2 separate regions of the Mus musculus genome follow, and region 2 is linked to region 1. Evidence: chromatin contacts called from public HiChIP or PLAC-seq data. All regions are on one chromosome and are shown on one strand. The core of a region is the stretch at or near the end of the contact, and the rest is flanking DNA. Distances in the headings are between cores, read along the strand shown. Region 1 holds the start of Fancc (Fanconi anemia, complementation group C). Region 2 has its middle 62 kb from the start of Ptch1.

Evidence for each region. HiChIP or PLAC-seq counts read pairs in DNA pulled down with a chosen protein or histone mark.
Region 2: an H3K4me3 HiChIP or PLAC-seq map of the SCID.adh cell line shows a contact between it and region 1, with 16 read pairs. The contact joins the enhancer-like site here to the promoter of Fancc in region 1. A contact is called at or near these places in 1 of 39 promoter capture datasets (cranial neural crest), 9 of 484 Hi-C or Micro-C datasets (B cells, Sertoli cells, Th1 cells and 6 more), 7 of 115 datasets of contacts at active chromatin or transcription factors (the SCID.adh cell line, embryonic stem cells, memory CD8 T cells and 2 more) and 2 of 9 other capture datasets (adipose tissue and liver).

What each region holds. Positions count from the first base shown.
Region 1 is chr13:63,429,709-63,437,233 of GRCm38.p6, reverse strand. Fancc (Fanconi anemia, complementation group C) reads left to right here and starts at 5,489. Exons shown (of 15, transcript NM_007985.3): 1 at 5,489-5,784.
Region 2 is chr13:63,500,325-63,508,143 of GRCm38.p6, reverse strand. No RefSeq gene overlaps it. Among named protein-coding and RNA genes, the nearest start is that of Ptch1, 62 kb to the left of the region's middle. Within about 2 kb of position 3,708, at least 1 of the 459 cell types and tissues checked has an H3K27ac peak or open chromatin away from gene starts, as enhancers often do. A contact at or near this core is called in the SCID.adh cell line, where this site is marked.

The DNA.
Region 1 (7,525 bases), core at 4,240-6,739:
AAATGGATGGACCTGGAGGGCATCATCCTGAGTGAGGTAACACATTCACAAAGGAACTCACACAATATGTACTCACTGATAAGTGGATATTAGCCCCAAACCTAGGATACCCAAGATATAAGATACAATTTCCTAAACACATGAAACTCAAGAAAAATGAAGACTGAAGTGTGGACACTATGCTCCTCCTTAGAAGTGGGAACAAAACACCCATGGAAGGAGTTACAGAGACAAAGTTTGGAGCTGAGATGAAAGGATGGACCATGTAGAGACTGCCATATCCAGGGATCCACCCCATAATCAGCATCCAAACGCTGACACCATTGCATACCCTAGCAAGATTTTATCGAAAGGACCCAGATGTAGCTATCTCTTGTGAGACTATGCTGGGGCCTAGCAAACACAGAAGTGGATGCTCACAGCCAGCTAGTGGATGGATCACAGGGCTCCCAATGGAGGAGCTAGAGAAAGAACCCAAGGAGCTAGAGAGATCTGTAACCCTATGGGTGGAACAACATTATGAACTAACCAGTACCCCGGAGCTCTTGACTCTAGCTGCATATGTATCAAGGGATGGCCTAGTCGGCCATCACTGGAAAGAGAGGCCCATTGGAAACGCAAACTTTGTATGCCCCAGTACAGGGGAACGCCAGGGCCAAAAAGGGGGAGTGGGTGGGTAGGGGAGTGGGGGTGGGTGGGTATGGGGGACTTTTGGTATAGCATTGGAAATGTAAATGAGCTAAATACCTAATAAAAATGGAAAAAAAAATTGGAAAAACCCAAAAAAAAAAAAAAAAAAAAGAGGGGTTGGGTGGGTGGGTGTGGTAGAGCACATGCTTTGTCTTAGCTCTTGGGATGCAGAAGCAGAAAGGTCTCTGGGAATTCAAGGCCATCCTAGTCTACATAGTAAATTCTAGGACAGCCAGGACTCTTATTTTCTCCACAGGGTGATAAAAAAAGAACCAGGTGTCTTTGCTAAAAATGGAGGATATTTGCACATTTTTGCATGAGATTACAAGTAGAAACTAAAACCCAGCGAGGAAAAATGAAATGAAAGCCATTCACGGGAGCTGTGAAGTCAAACCCCGATAAGGCTTCTGATACTAGCCCATATTGGAACTTTGTGATTTGTCTTCTTGGGACGGCAAGCACCAGGCACAAGCAGTACTGTCATAAGTGTGCAGTACTAACTTTGATGTTGAAGCCGGAAGGAGTGGCCAGAAGCAAATCTGGCTTAAGAAATAAATGACTAAAAAAAAAGAAAAAAAAAAGAAAAGAAATAAATGACTAAAATATTAATGACATTTGTCATTACACACTACAGGAAACATTGCTGAAAGAAAAAGTTTTTTCTGAGGATTTCACAAGGTAGTGGAGCTGTCTTCAGTACTTTGGAGAAGGAGTTGTGGAAATGGGTCTGAATGAGTGAGTGGGGTGAGGTCTACTGAACAACAGTGCCCTGTAACTTGTGAATATATCGCCTTCTGTGCAAGCTCTCTGTCGATCTGAATAAATCAACCATTTTCAGATGGGGAGGTTATCCTGGATTACGGGAGCGGGCAGAAGCAATCACGAGGGTCCTTAGAAGAGAGAAGTAAGGTCAGAATCCAAAGAGACACCGTTGGGAGCATTTGCTAAGGAAAGCACATAGCCTCTAGGAGCAAGGAAACCTCCTTCCGAGCATCTAAGCTCCGAAGGACAAAAGCCCACTGACATCTAATTTTAGACCACTGGTTCTGACATGGAATCCCTGTTTTATAGAAGCATAGAACAATGCATTCATTTTCAATCATTCAGTCTGGTCATTTGTTCTAGCAGCAATAAGAAATTGGTACAGAAGCTAAAGATTGCAAAAGAGCCTGAATGAAGGTAGGCAGCATAAAAACACGAAGTTTTCAGAATCCCAAACATCCATTCTATCAACACCACCATGCCACTGTCTGTTGTGAAGTTTTTTCACATCTAAAATGAATTCTTTGGGGGCTGGGGATGTAGTTTAGTGGTACAACACTTGTCTAGTATGAACGGCAGCTTGGTTTAATCCCCAGCACCCTGATTTATTCTTTATTGGCTGTGTACAAACTGGGAGCATTGCTTTACTTACAGGTACTGGAATTAGAGATCAAGTGAGACAGTGACCATAGAGTGCCTGGGGAAGTTCCCCAAACAGAGATGCTCACTAAACGCTGCAGAACAGAGATGCTCATTAAACACTGATTTTTTTGAGGCCTTACTGTGTTTCCCAGGCAACCTTTATGCTTCAGGCTCATGAGTAGTGGGATCATAGCCACTATGACTGTTTTACATGTTGGTTTCTCATGCTTGCGTGTTATGGCTTGACTATGAAATATCTCACAGAGGCTCAAGTGTTGAATGTTTGGGTCACAGCTGGCAGTTCTACTTTGAAAGGCAGTCAAAACTTTGAGGGAGGTGAAGCCTGGCTGGAAGCAGGTGTGTAGAAGGTGTTTTTGACAGTTGTGCCTGGTCAGGGCAGGGTCCCTTTTTCCCTCTTTGCTTCCTGTGTCCCAGTGTGTGAGTTCACCACACCAAGCAGCCGAGGAGTCAGTGGGTGGTGACACACCTTTCCCTTAAGCAGTCACGTTGGGCATTTCATCACTCAAAACATAAGGAACATGTTTTGTTCCTATGCATCTTTAAGAATTAAAGTACAGTTTAACACACACACACAGGTGCACACACACAAACTGAAGACTAGAACCTTCATTAAGCATAGAAATAGACAAGATGCAGTTAAGTTCGTTTTGGGAAAACATTCAGTGATTTAAGGGTCAATCTGAAACTGACACAGGAATAGGATGGAATTCACTTTTTTTTTCTGACTTAATGGTTGCCAGGATTAATCAAGTCACAAATGTGAATAATTTCTTCCTTTTTCAACTGGAATTTTTAAGTGCTTATTCTTAGAAATTCTTTAATATTAATTTCATGCTAAGTGAATCATTATTAAATACTTATGAGGAAAACTATTTTTAAGCCATGTGCTCATTTGAAACTGTAACTTATTACTTTCTGCAGGCAATAAAAACGTGCTAAATTAGTTACAACACACCAGGATTGGGATGTACGCTCTAAATAAGAATGCATGCGTTTACTGACCTAAATAAAACTGGGCTAAAATTGGTTGCACATTCTCCTAAAAGAGTATACATGTCATTCATTGCTCAATGGGGGAAAACCACAGATTTTTGTTTTCTGGAATCTTGTTAGAGATTCCACAAGGCTAGGGTTGTTCCTCTGATCTTCAGCCTTCACATGTTTTTAGTAAGGAGATAGGTTACCTGTCTTTATAATTTCAGGCCCCAATAGCCCCACCAATTTTAAAATGTCATTTGCTGTTCTTGGCTATTCTCATGTAACAACCATGTACTCACTGATGGTCTCTGCAGGAAAAGCAACTATACATTAGCCCGAGGATGGTTCCTTTCTCTAGACCAAGCTTAAGGCAAAGGACAAGAATCTTCATTAATTACGGAAATCTGACTTTATTACAGTGCTTCATCTTAGTCCTGTGACAAGTCACAGGGGCTTAAAATAATGTTCATTTTGACAAAATAAAAACTTATTTTTCTTTCCTGTTTAGCCAAAGCAGGTAGCTTGTGTGATTACTGGCATCTAGGTACTAAAACAAAGCTAGAAGGTTGAGCTTTCCTTCCTCCAAAGTAGGAAGGGTTTTCTAAACTTCTCCTAAAACAGGTTCTTGTGAGGAGAGTCATGGTGCTTTCCCTATGGCTGGCTTTCATTGGACAGCTAACTTACAAAGTAGGACTGGCCAGACTCCTAACACCCAGAGACACAAAGAGTTGTCTGACTCCAGGTAGCTTTTTTTCATATATATATATATATATGTGTGTGTGTGTGTGTGTGTGTGTGTATACACAAATATGAGTACCAAAATGGTTACTTTCACTCTAAAAGACAAGAAACAAACCTAGTTCCACATTGTTTTTGCTGGTAAATACAAAGACTAACAAACAAAAATCTTAAAATTTGTCACTATATGGCTTTTTCAGGGCTAAGGTGTCATTCACACTTGTCTCACTAAACGTGCTATTTTTTTTTGACTAAAATGACATATTAAAAGGCTTGATGCCACTTGATCCCATAAAGCAGGGCATGTTACTTTGGGATCAGGTTCCCCTGGGGTCTCCCTTTAAATTTTGATGTTGTTATTTTGTGTGTGTGGATATTATGACTTATTAATGTTTGTGCAGTGTGGTGCCGAAGGAGGCCAGAAGAGGGCATCAGATCCCTTGGACAGGGGTTACTAATAATTGTGAGCTGCCATGTGGATGCTGTGACTCAAACTCAGGTTCTCTGGAAGAGCAGCCAGTGCTCTTAATGGCTAAGCTATCTGTTACACCGCTCCCTTAATTAAAGCATACAGGTAATCTAATTCAGCAGTTGTTTTTCTACAACCCAATGTCTTTCGGCTAGTCTTTATTCTTCTCTTTCAAATTCAATTTACAATAAACAGAAAGATCGTGGATTAAAGGAGTGTGCTAGGGCTAAGCCACACGTGTAGAGATAGTTTTTTCTAGTATACAACCTCGGGATTCACAGTATGATCAAATATCCTGCAACAGAGTATTTAAATAAGAGCTATTTATTACAGGCATATATTCCTCCCTACATGTTATTTTTAAGGCACTAAGTTGTGGTCTTATTACAACGAATGGTTCTTAGGCACTAATTAAAAAAAAAAATTTAAGCCGGGCGTGGTGGCACACGCCTTTAATCCCAGCACTCGGGAGGCAGAGGCAGAGGCAGAGGCAGGCAGATTTCTGAGTTGGAGGCCAGCCTGGTCTACAAAGTGAGTTCCAGGACAGCCAGGGCTATACAGAGAAACCCTGTCTCGAAACAAACAAACAAACCAAAAAAATCTAAAAGTTTAAGGTTATCCTGACTCTTCCCCAATTCAAACATCTGTAAATAACCATGCAGATCTAAATTTGAAAATCTTTAAGAAAGGGCTGGCAAGATGGCTCGCTCATCAGGTAAAAGCTCCTACCACCAAGTTGAAGACTGGGTACCTGCATTAGTGAGAGAACTGATTCCCACAAACTGACCTCTAGGTTCACCTGGCATGCACACAAATGTAATGTTAAAAATTCAAGAATAAAAGATAAGCCATGTCTCACTTGACAAGAAGTTTCCACTTATGTGGCGTAAATGCAACTTTGAACCGATTTGAACCTGAACTAAGCAGTACATGGGCCTGACTAGGGATTGGAGCGATCACTAACCACAGACAAAACTCGTTTGTGGTTGGGCCCAGCAGGCTTGAACCCTATGTGGAGTTTGACCTATCTGGCAACTCCCGTCTCTCAAGAACCACATTCCAGGGCTCTCTCTTCTCTAAAGCCCTCACTCGGCGCCGCGAGTTAGCTATAGCCCGTAGTCGCCCACTTCCTCCAGGAGAGATTCAGATCTTCCCATCATGCCGCGGGAGCGCGCTGGGCCCCAGAGTGCACTGCGCGTGCGTGCGAGCGCGCGCGCAGCCCCACTCCCTTGCGGCCGCGGGAAAATTCCAAACACGTCAAAACAAAAAAAGTTCCGTGAGGCTGTGCCAAGTTTTCAAGCCGCAGAAGCCGGGCGGTGGCTTCTTTTCCGCCGCGGCCCAGTCTGCTGAGGCAGCTCTGGGTGAGGACCACCCGGGAAGACCGCCGTTTCCTGCTAGGGCAGAGAAGACTCGCGAGAACGTGCGCCCGAGTCTCAACGTGGGCGAGCCGCGCTCCCGCGGCGCGGTGGAGCTGAGGCAGGACGGTGAGAAGCTACGGTGGGCGGGTGCGAGCCGCGGGAGGGCGGGGCGGGATGTGGGGGGTTGGGGGGGGGGGAAGATATAGCCCGGCAGGAGGCGGGGCCTGGCGGGAGGCGGGGCTAGAGCCAGGTGGGAGGTGAGGCCGACGGTGAGGGGCGTGGCTAATCGGGGAGTTGAACCCAGCTTGGCAGTGGCCGACAGACGCGGTGGGCGTGACCACACGGAAACTGATCTCGGCGGGAGCCCGCACGACTTAGAGGGGCCGCTCCACAAGGGAGAGGAGCCGGAGGGGGGCTGCGCCATCGCAGATGAGCCCGGCGGGGCGGGACCGACAGTGAGGGGTGGGGTCTAAGGCCCAAGGTGAAGCTTGGTGAGCTTGGCTCGCGGCGATGGTAGAGAGGCATCTGTCCTTTACCCTTCGTCCCCATTTATTTTTATTTTTATTGTTTTAAGCAAATCCTCTCCCTCTGGTTTCAACGTAGCCGCAGGTACTTTTGGAAGGACTGGGGCAAAGGTGAAGCTTATTGCTCGCCATCCATTAGAGCAGCTCTGCTCAGGGTCTCAAGATCGCCCTCCCACAGCTGCTTGAGTGACAGGCCCAGAGGCCCATTCAAGGCCTGAGAGTGTTTAATGCTTGTGTCTTGCTGTCTTGCTGCCTTACTGGAACAGTTTTTAGGTGCTTGGGCTTGGAGGGGGTGCTGGATGAAAATCTTGGAACAGGCCAATGATATTGAAGACCTCTGTGTGCCTGGACTTTTCCTCTAGTATGAGATGATTCGAAAAATCCCATCCCTCATTAAATTAATCTAAGCGGGTGTGACCGACGTGAGATACCTATTTGTGGATGGCCCTCGCCTTTAGGGTGCTTCCAAATGGCAGATTTAACGCTCACAATTGAACAACTGGCGGTTATGTGTGTGTATGTAGAGGCCAGAGGTGGTGTCAGGAGTGCCCCATCTTTCCCTCCTTATTCGTCCCCCGCCTCTCCTCACACCCATCACATTTGGCTTGTAGGTCACCTGACTTTGCAAGCCCTTGGGGTTATGCCTTTCTCTGCCTCCCCATTGCTGAGATGACAAATGTGGGCCACACACTTAAAACCTTAAATACACACGCACACACAGCAACGAACGTGTGTTCTGGGGATAGAATTCATGTTCTCATGCTTGTAATGGCAGGCATCTTATCAACTGAGCTAGCTCCCCAGCCCTCTTCAGTGTTCCCTTGTGTGAGTGGTCATGGCACGTATGTTGTTGTCCATGTGAAGCTGTATGCACATTTTAAATGAATGGGGCTCTTAACTGCTTCCATATTTTGGCAAATAGTTCCAGCAAGAATTACACCAATCTTGTATTTATAAAAGCTACTTCAGGGAGGCCATCCTGGCCAGTAGGAAGTTGGTTGGATTTTCTAGGCCACAGAGAGGCCCCAAGGAATTTCATCCTAGTGATAGAACCATAACAGGAGTGGTAGAGCCTCAGGTCAGGCTAGAATTCATCCCGAAATGCTCCTTAAAAATCTTAATGTAATTATGATATGCATATTCTCTGGTGGTGTTTATGGTTTCTGATTAGCTAACTTTTTAATATGAAAGTCTTCTCTTAGACATAAATGAATTAATTTTCAGTGATTTACTGAAAATCTAGTATTATTGGAAAAGAGAATACAAGGATTCACAGATTTAGGTAACAATACAGTGCTTGAGTGTTGTGCTGCCCCATCACTTCCAAAGTTTCATTATGTAGC
Region 2 (7,819 bases), core at 2,459-4,958, 73 kb before region 1:
TGAATACAGCCAAATTCAGTGTAAACACAAGTGACCCCTGCAAAGGTCAATCAGTGGTTGGTTAGGAGTGACAGTTACTCTTACAGAGAGCCACTCAGAACTGTTGCCTCACGCTCCAGGGGATCTGATGCCCTCTTCTGGCCTCTACTGGCACCTGCATACACGTGCACACCCCACACACAGACACACAAAGAGACACTGACTTAAAGTTGAGAAGTTTTTTAAATACAATAGCATCACCATAGTTGAGAAGTTTTTTTAAATACAATAGCATCACCATAGCTGATGACATAGCACTAACTGACCTGGTACAGCTGATGATGGAGTGCTCACTGGCCTGCTACAAGGTGATTTTTTTAAAAAGGGTTCAGTGATGTGATTTCATCATAACCTCATCATACATGAGGAAAACATGAGTAGAGATTAACACCCGTTTCTCCTGATCACCTGTTTTTGTGATTGTAAATATATGCTCCAGAAGACCTGGAAGCTCAAACCATTCTAAGCGCGTGTCCTAGAGGGAGGATCAGCCAGTTGTAGCCAAGACTACCTCCTGGTTTTGTGTGGATTTGTCAGGAGACAGCCATATCTGTCTATACGCACCATTCATGACTGTTTTCACGCTATAGTGGCAGAATTGTGTGGTGTGCAATAGTGATTGACTGACCTGCAGACTGTTGAAATACTTGCTCTCTGGTCTTCAGGAAGAAATCTGCCAGGTCCTCTTAAGGCAAGGAAGTGTTGGGCCATTGCTACTCAAGTGTGGTCCTTCAGTCAGCATGCCTTAGAAGCATGCTAGAAAACCCAGAGTCCAGTGGTACTGAGAGTCAGGGTTCTGTGGGAGAGAAACCCAGGAGTGTGCTCTTAAGAGTAGGAACAATTTGTAAATTCCTCCAGGCTAATGTGGCCTTGGCACTCTGTGACTCAGGCTGAGTGGCCAGAATCTGGAAATAACAGAGCAGTCCCGACTCTGCTGTGTGGTCTTTCCACAAAAACACATGTTCGTCTGTGGGAAAAAGTTGAGACCTGTAAACCTCACATTTGTGTCTGGGAATCTCGGCCCAGGAACTCCCTTCCCAGTGTTGTGTCCCACACGGCTGTGAGCAGGACCTCAGCAGAGGCTATGTACCCCTGATATAATAGGCAGGGGATGAGGGACCTCTGTCTTCCCTTCCTGCCTAGAGGCTTTCCCAGCATCCAATTGGCCAACTGAGGGCAAATCCCTTGAAACTTTGGAATCCTGTGTCATCTATAAACTAAATTAGAATAAATGTTCTCTGAGGGTGATGTCTGAAGGTCAGAATGGTGGTGGAGTCACTGGGTGAGTGAGGATGGAATCAGCCACATCCCATGTACTTTACAATGACCCTGGGCCTGAGTTTGCATCTCAGGGGTGCCTGGGATCATTGTATAGAAACCCAAGAGGCAAACTCACACCCTACAGTGAGCTCCAGCTGGGCCAGAGGGATGGCTCAGTAAGAAAGGGTTTGCTGTGCAAATATGAGGACCTGAGTTCAATCCCCAGGATCTAGGTAAAGCCATATACCAGCTGTATTTGTAATCTCGATGTTGAGGGCTTGCTGGGCAGCTAGCCTAAGTAATCACTGCCCCAGGCCACTTGTTATAAAACACAAAGTGAAATGTTGCTGAGAAACAGCCCCAAAGCACATGAGAATCAAATACTCAGTTAATTACCTCCATAATAGAGACAGTCTAGGAAAGAAGTTAAGGGTTACCTTTTCTTCTGATAGAAGTGCTGATAGATCTGTTCTTAAGCCTTTCTGCAGTGAGTGTCATAAACAATGCTAACTTGGTTCCAAATTCAACTCAAGGAGAATGTAGACTTTCTAAATCTGAGCATGGGAAATATTACTAGCATTAATTAGAACCCGGACTGAGAGAAGCTTTTGTTGAGACATGCTTTGTCCCACAAGATGATGGTTGATCGCCATCCAGTTTTAAGGTTTGTTTGTTTGTTTGTTTGTTTGTTTGTTTTTCCCTATTTTGGTTTTTGGAGACAGAGTTTTTCTATGTAGCCCTGGCTGTCCTGGAACTTACTCTGTAGACCAGGCTGGCTTCGAACACAAAGATCAACTGCTAGTTTTATGTTTGTTTGTTTGTTTTTAAATGTTTATATTTACTGTGTGTGTGTAGATCAGAGGACAACTTATGGAAATCAGTTCTCTCCTTCCACCATGTGGACCCAAGGATAAAACTCAGGTTGTCAGTCTTAGCAGCAGGTACCTTTATCTGCTGAGCCATCTTGTCAGCTGGTTTATATGTCTTATAATTAATGTATAGCTAATAAATAACTTCATTTTTAATCACAGCCTGGGATAAAATTTTAATTAAACTGTGTATCAAGATCTACCATCTTTATTCAATACCTAGGTAAATATAACCCCTCACATTCTTTTTCCTCCTCCCCCTCCTTCCCTGTCTCTTCTCTCTCCCTCCTTTCTCTCTCTCCCTCTCCCTTCCATTCTTTCCACATCATTTATACCACAGCTACTAGAAAGCTCCAGGCCTCTGAACTCCAGGCAGCAACCATGCTGATACAAAGACGGTTGCTTTGTTTGAGTAACTGACCTCCCAAAAGAAGAGATGGAGGTCTCCTTGTCATCTGAAAAGACCTTTTGCCCAGATGTTAATTGCTTTTAATGAAGGTTGTACGTGATGAGAACATACACTGTAAGCTTGAGTCTGTTTTATCATTCAACACAGCAGTAGTAGAGGATGTGTTGGCCACCATTTTCTGCGTAGGTGTACTGCCAGGAAATTAGAACTGTCATCATGAACCTCTTCAAGGGATACCCTGGCCTGTTCAGATCATGGAACTCCAGCAAACAGAGGGCTTGAGGCTCTGTTACAAAAAGAATGGTACCCAATGTAAGTGACCCAGAAGGCACAGCTGGGATGTTCCCATGTGATATGACTACTTTGACATGAAGTCATGGCATCTCTGTAGGAATTCCTCTTGAAGCAAAGGGAACGGAGCTTACAATCTTCAGGTGTCTGTGCAGCCTGCGGATGCATCCTTGTGTGGCCAGGGCAAGCTCTTCATAGGGTCCAGAAACAGATCCACAAACTTAAAGCATGAAAGCTTTTTCATGAGGTTATTTCAGAGGGACTGAGCGACTCAACTGTGTGGCTCTCCAGCGTGAACTTTAGAGATGATAATGTCATATTGCAATGTCAAAAATCTGAACACACCGCTAAAGAGAACCACCGCTGCCAAGACACAGGGGCGTTCCTCCCCTTTTTAAGATAGAGACCTCAGCAAGAAGCCATGACTGTTGGCAGAAGTCTGGGAGGTTCTGTGACACTCCGTTTTCCTGGAGAGTGTTATCTTAATTCATCTGAAGGTACCAGCATGTGATGTCAGAGTGCACAGCAAGGGCAATGAAGCCAAGCAAGTTGTTCCTGAGAGAGCTGCTGCAGGAAATGCCTCTTATCAATGACACCATCTTTACACGCAACGGACAACAGCTTGTGTTCTTTCGGGAAGCGGGGCGGGGTGGATAATAACCTGGTTTATTTGTATAAAGGGAGAAATTATGTTGATGGGGGAGGAGTCGATGAGCAAGTTCTGACTGGTGAGTTATTATATAATAACGAGGACGGTGGGAGTAAGCCTGAGTTGAGATGCCAAAGGCTCCCCTTTGCAATTATAAATGTGAATCGAAGGCAGAAGCAGGTGAACTCGTGTTGAAAGCTTCTGCAGCCAGAGAAAAAGCAAGATGAGGCAGGAATGGAGAACAACAGGAGTCCCTCTGCAGCAGACCAAGAGCACCATCAGAGAGGACCAGGTCAGATGAACAGAAAGCAACTTCTAAGATAGCCAGGGCTGTTAGAAAACAAAAAATAAAATAAAAGAACTGGCCAATGACCTCCTTCAGGGAGTCCATGGTCTACCAGATGGGAGAAAGGGCAGCCCTTCATGCTTGAACTCTGAGGTAGGTTTGCCCATCTCATGATGGGCATTTTTGTCCTTCCTTAAAGTTCCTACCTTGCATGGCATCATGGAAGGCTACCAGGAACCAAGATGTCTGATTCACAGAAGTTTAAAGCTGCCAGAGACCCTTGAAACTTTGTAACATCGAGAGTCAATATGGCTTGCTAATGCCCTCAGCAATGGAGGTATTTGTTACCTCATTGTCTTCATCTTCCCCCATTTGTTTTATGTGTTAATTTCAAAGACACAGAGGGCTCACATCCACACTGATGTTAAAGTCTTGCACCTCCAGAAGCATACTTGCCACCCTGCACACTCAGCAAATGTTTGTGCTAAAGCAAAGAGCAGCACTGAGGGAAGCAATTAGCAAATCTCTGAATTCTCCTTCTGATTACACCTAAATTCCAAAAGCTAATTGGCTAAAATGTTCTTCCGTAATTAGAAGCAATTAATACATGAAACTAGGTTTGCATTTCACGATTGAAATCTCTAACTTCATTTACTAATGGTCACTAATGGCCTGTAATCATAAGGTACACACAATTACAGGGGGATTTTCAAAGTGTTGGAATGGAAGACTGTCTGAATTTATGAATTATTCTTCCATTGCTGAATACAGAGCCAAGGTCTACTGCAAAATGTATCATGTGTGCACATGCTTGCTCAAACACTCTCAAAGGAGTACATTTGTGACATCTGGCCCCTTCTGGATTTCCCACTCTCCACTGTCATCCCTCAGCATCCAGGACCCCACTGACACCTAAATCCTCAGATGTTCAAGTTCCTTTTAAAGTATGGTGTGGCATTGGCATGCAGCCTGTAGACATCCTACTGCAGACTTAAAATGATCTTTACATTACTTACTACTTTAAATCATCTTTATATAATTTATAGCACAATGTAAATGCTATGAAAAATGTTACCCTATATCAATTAGAATATAACAAAAAGGTCAAAATGTTCCATACACATATAACTTTTTTCAAATGCTTTTGACTCAACGTTGACTCAAAGTTAATTCAAAATTGAATTAACTCATGGATGTGAAACTCACAGCTGGGCTGCTCTTTCATCCCCTCTCCCTGAGAAGATTTCTCTCTGTTGTCATCACTCGGGCTAGATACTCCCAGCACCAAAGCCTACTGAAATCCATCTATAAGACAAATAAAGCCAGGGGATAGCTCAGTCCTTAAAGTGCTTGTTTTGCAAGCAAAAGGACCTGCACTGGATTGCCAGACCTATGTGAAAATCTGAGCAAGATGGCGCATGCTTATAATTCCAGCACTCGGGAGGCTGAGGCAGGAGGATCCCTCTGGCTCACTGGCCAGCCAGCTTATCCTAATCAGCAAGCAATTGGTTTTGTCACTAAAACCAAGGTGGCAAGTTCCTGAGAAGTGACACCCAAGATGGCCCTCTGGCCTCCGCATGCACATGTGCACACACACACATGCATGTGCACATACATAAAAAGATGAAGATAGTTAAGCCCGTCCCTGTGTAGCAGTGAAAGGAAAACTGTTTCTTACTTGATCTGTGACAGGCCCCAGGTTATATATCTTTGAGCCCAATAAACAGGGCTCATTGGCAGAGACTCCCCAGGGACCAACAGCAGAGGGAGCTGTGGAAGGAAATAGCAAAGATGAGTGACAGGTAGATGATAGGGTTGGAAAAGGGCATCTGAGAACCAAGCCTAGAGGTGAACCAGGCCTAGAGAGGAGGCATCTGCAGGTGTGAGACCTTGCTGAAATCCCCTACCACACAGCCAAGTCTTCTAATGAGATGGCATTCTAAGACAAAAATGAAAAGACAGATGAGTGAAAAGCAGAGCTCCCCTTCACGCTTCAAGACTTACTTTTATCTGTGTGTGTGTGTGTGTGTGTGTGTGTGTGCCCTGTGTGTGGTGCCCTTGGAGACCAGAAGAGCAATACAAATCTATGGGTACTGTGCTTTTATCTGCCTCTTAAGATTTCTATTTAGGGGCTGGTGAGATGGCTCAGTGGGTAAGAGCACTAACTGCTCTTCTGAAGGTCCTGAGTTCAAATCCCAGCAACCACATGGTGGCTCACAACCACCGGTAATGAGATCTGACATCCTCTTCTGGTGTGTCTGAAGACAGCTACAGTGTACTCACATATAATAAAAAATAAATCTTAAAAAAAAAAAGTAAGGGGCTGGTGAGATGGCTCAGTGGGTAAGAGCACCCGACTGCTCTTCCGAAGGTCCAGAGTTCAAATCCCAGCAACCACATGGTGGCTCACAACCATCCGTAATGAGATCTGACTCCCTCTTCTGGAGTGTCTGAAGACAGCTACAGTGTACTTACATATAATCAATAAATAAATCTTTAAAAAAAAAAAAAGTAAAAATTCTATTTAGCGATCAGGGTGTGATGGTGCGAATCTTTAATCACAGTACTTGGGAGGCAGAGGCAGATAGATCTTTATGAGTTTGAGGACAGACTGGTCTACATAGTCCCAGGACTGCCAGGGTCATGTAGAGAGACCTTGTCTCCAAAACAGCAACAACAACAACAACAAAAAGATTTCAATTTAAAAGATGTGCCATATGCTCTTCAAAGTGGTCATGACTCCACCTTGTCTGTGTGTCCATCCATCCTATCACTACCTGTTCTTGGAAGACAGGTGTTTTGGTTAGTTTTATTTTCAACTGGACAAACCTGGGAAGAAGGAACCCCAATTGAAGAATTACCTTCATCACATGGGCTTGTTGGATACATCTATCCAGGAATTTTCCTGGTTGCTAATTGGTGTGGGGTCTAGCTTACTGTGGGAGGTACTACCTCTGGGCAGCTGAGCTTGCGTCGTACAAGAAAGCAGGCGAGGCAAGCCATGAGGAGCAAGCCAGTAAGCAGTGTTGCTTCATGGCTTCTGCTTCAGTTCCTGCCCCAGGGTTCTTGCCCTGACTTCCTATGATGATTTACCTCAGTGATGGAAGTAATATGTAAACTGTTTCCTCTCCAGGATTCTTCTAGTCATAAGTTTACCATAGCAACAGAAAACCAACTACAATAACAGGTAAGAAAAGAGGAGTCAGTGTTGGGTCCTTGCATATTAGTAACACATACTTTGCTTGCAGTTTATCATGCAGATTCCTATAAACTGGGAGTTAGATTGTGTTAACCAGAATACACCAGCATCTTTCTGACAACCTGAATGGAAACTGGGAGGGAAATGTGGTGCATAAGCCAGACAGCTGATGATTCAGTAGTCCTAGGAGGCAGGTGAAGGTTTAACTTTAGGAGGGTTTTCAGAGTTGAGGTCATGACAGGGTTCGCTGGAAGGATAGGGTAGCACCTGAGATCATTGCCTAGCAGGGTGGCCATCATCCATAAGTAAAATCCCAAGTGAGAGGGGTTGAAAGGATGGCTCAGCAATTAAGAGCTCTGGTTGCTCTTACAGAGGACTCAGCATCAATTTCCATCACCCATATGACAGGTCTTACCACACACATGGTGACTCACTGCAGTCTATATAATTCCAGTTCCAGAAAGTCCGATGCCTTCTTCTGACCTCCATGGGTACTAGGCATGCACATGGTGCACATGCCTATACACGGGAAAAACACATACATAAAATAAAAATAAATTCATCTTGTAGAAAGTAAATAAATGAGAAATAATAATAAAAATACCAGTGAGGGTGGGAGCAGAGGTGATATTTTACTATTTCAAAAATAAACTTAAAGGGTATTGGTCGTGAATTTTATTCACATTTGCAAAATTCCTTTACAATAGCAGCTACATCTGTATTTTGTTGATTACCTAGAAGAAAAGTACACACATGCTACAAAAATGGCAACTGCTTCCTTTTTCCTTCAATTATCATTTTCTAAATATTTTTAAAG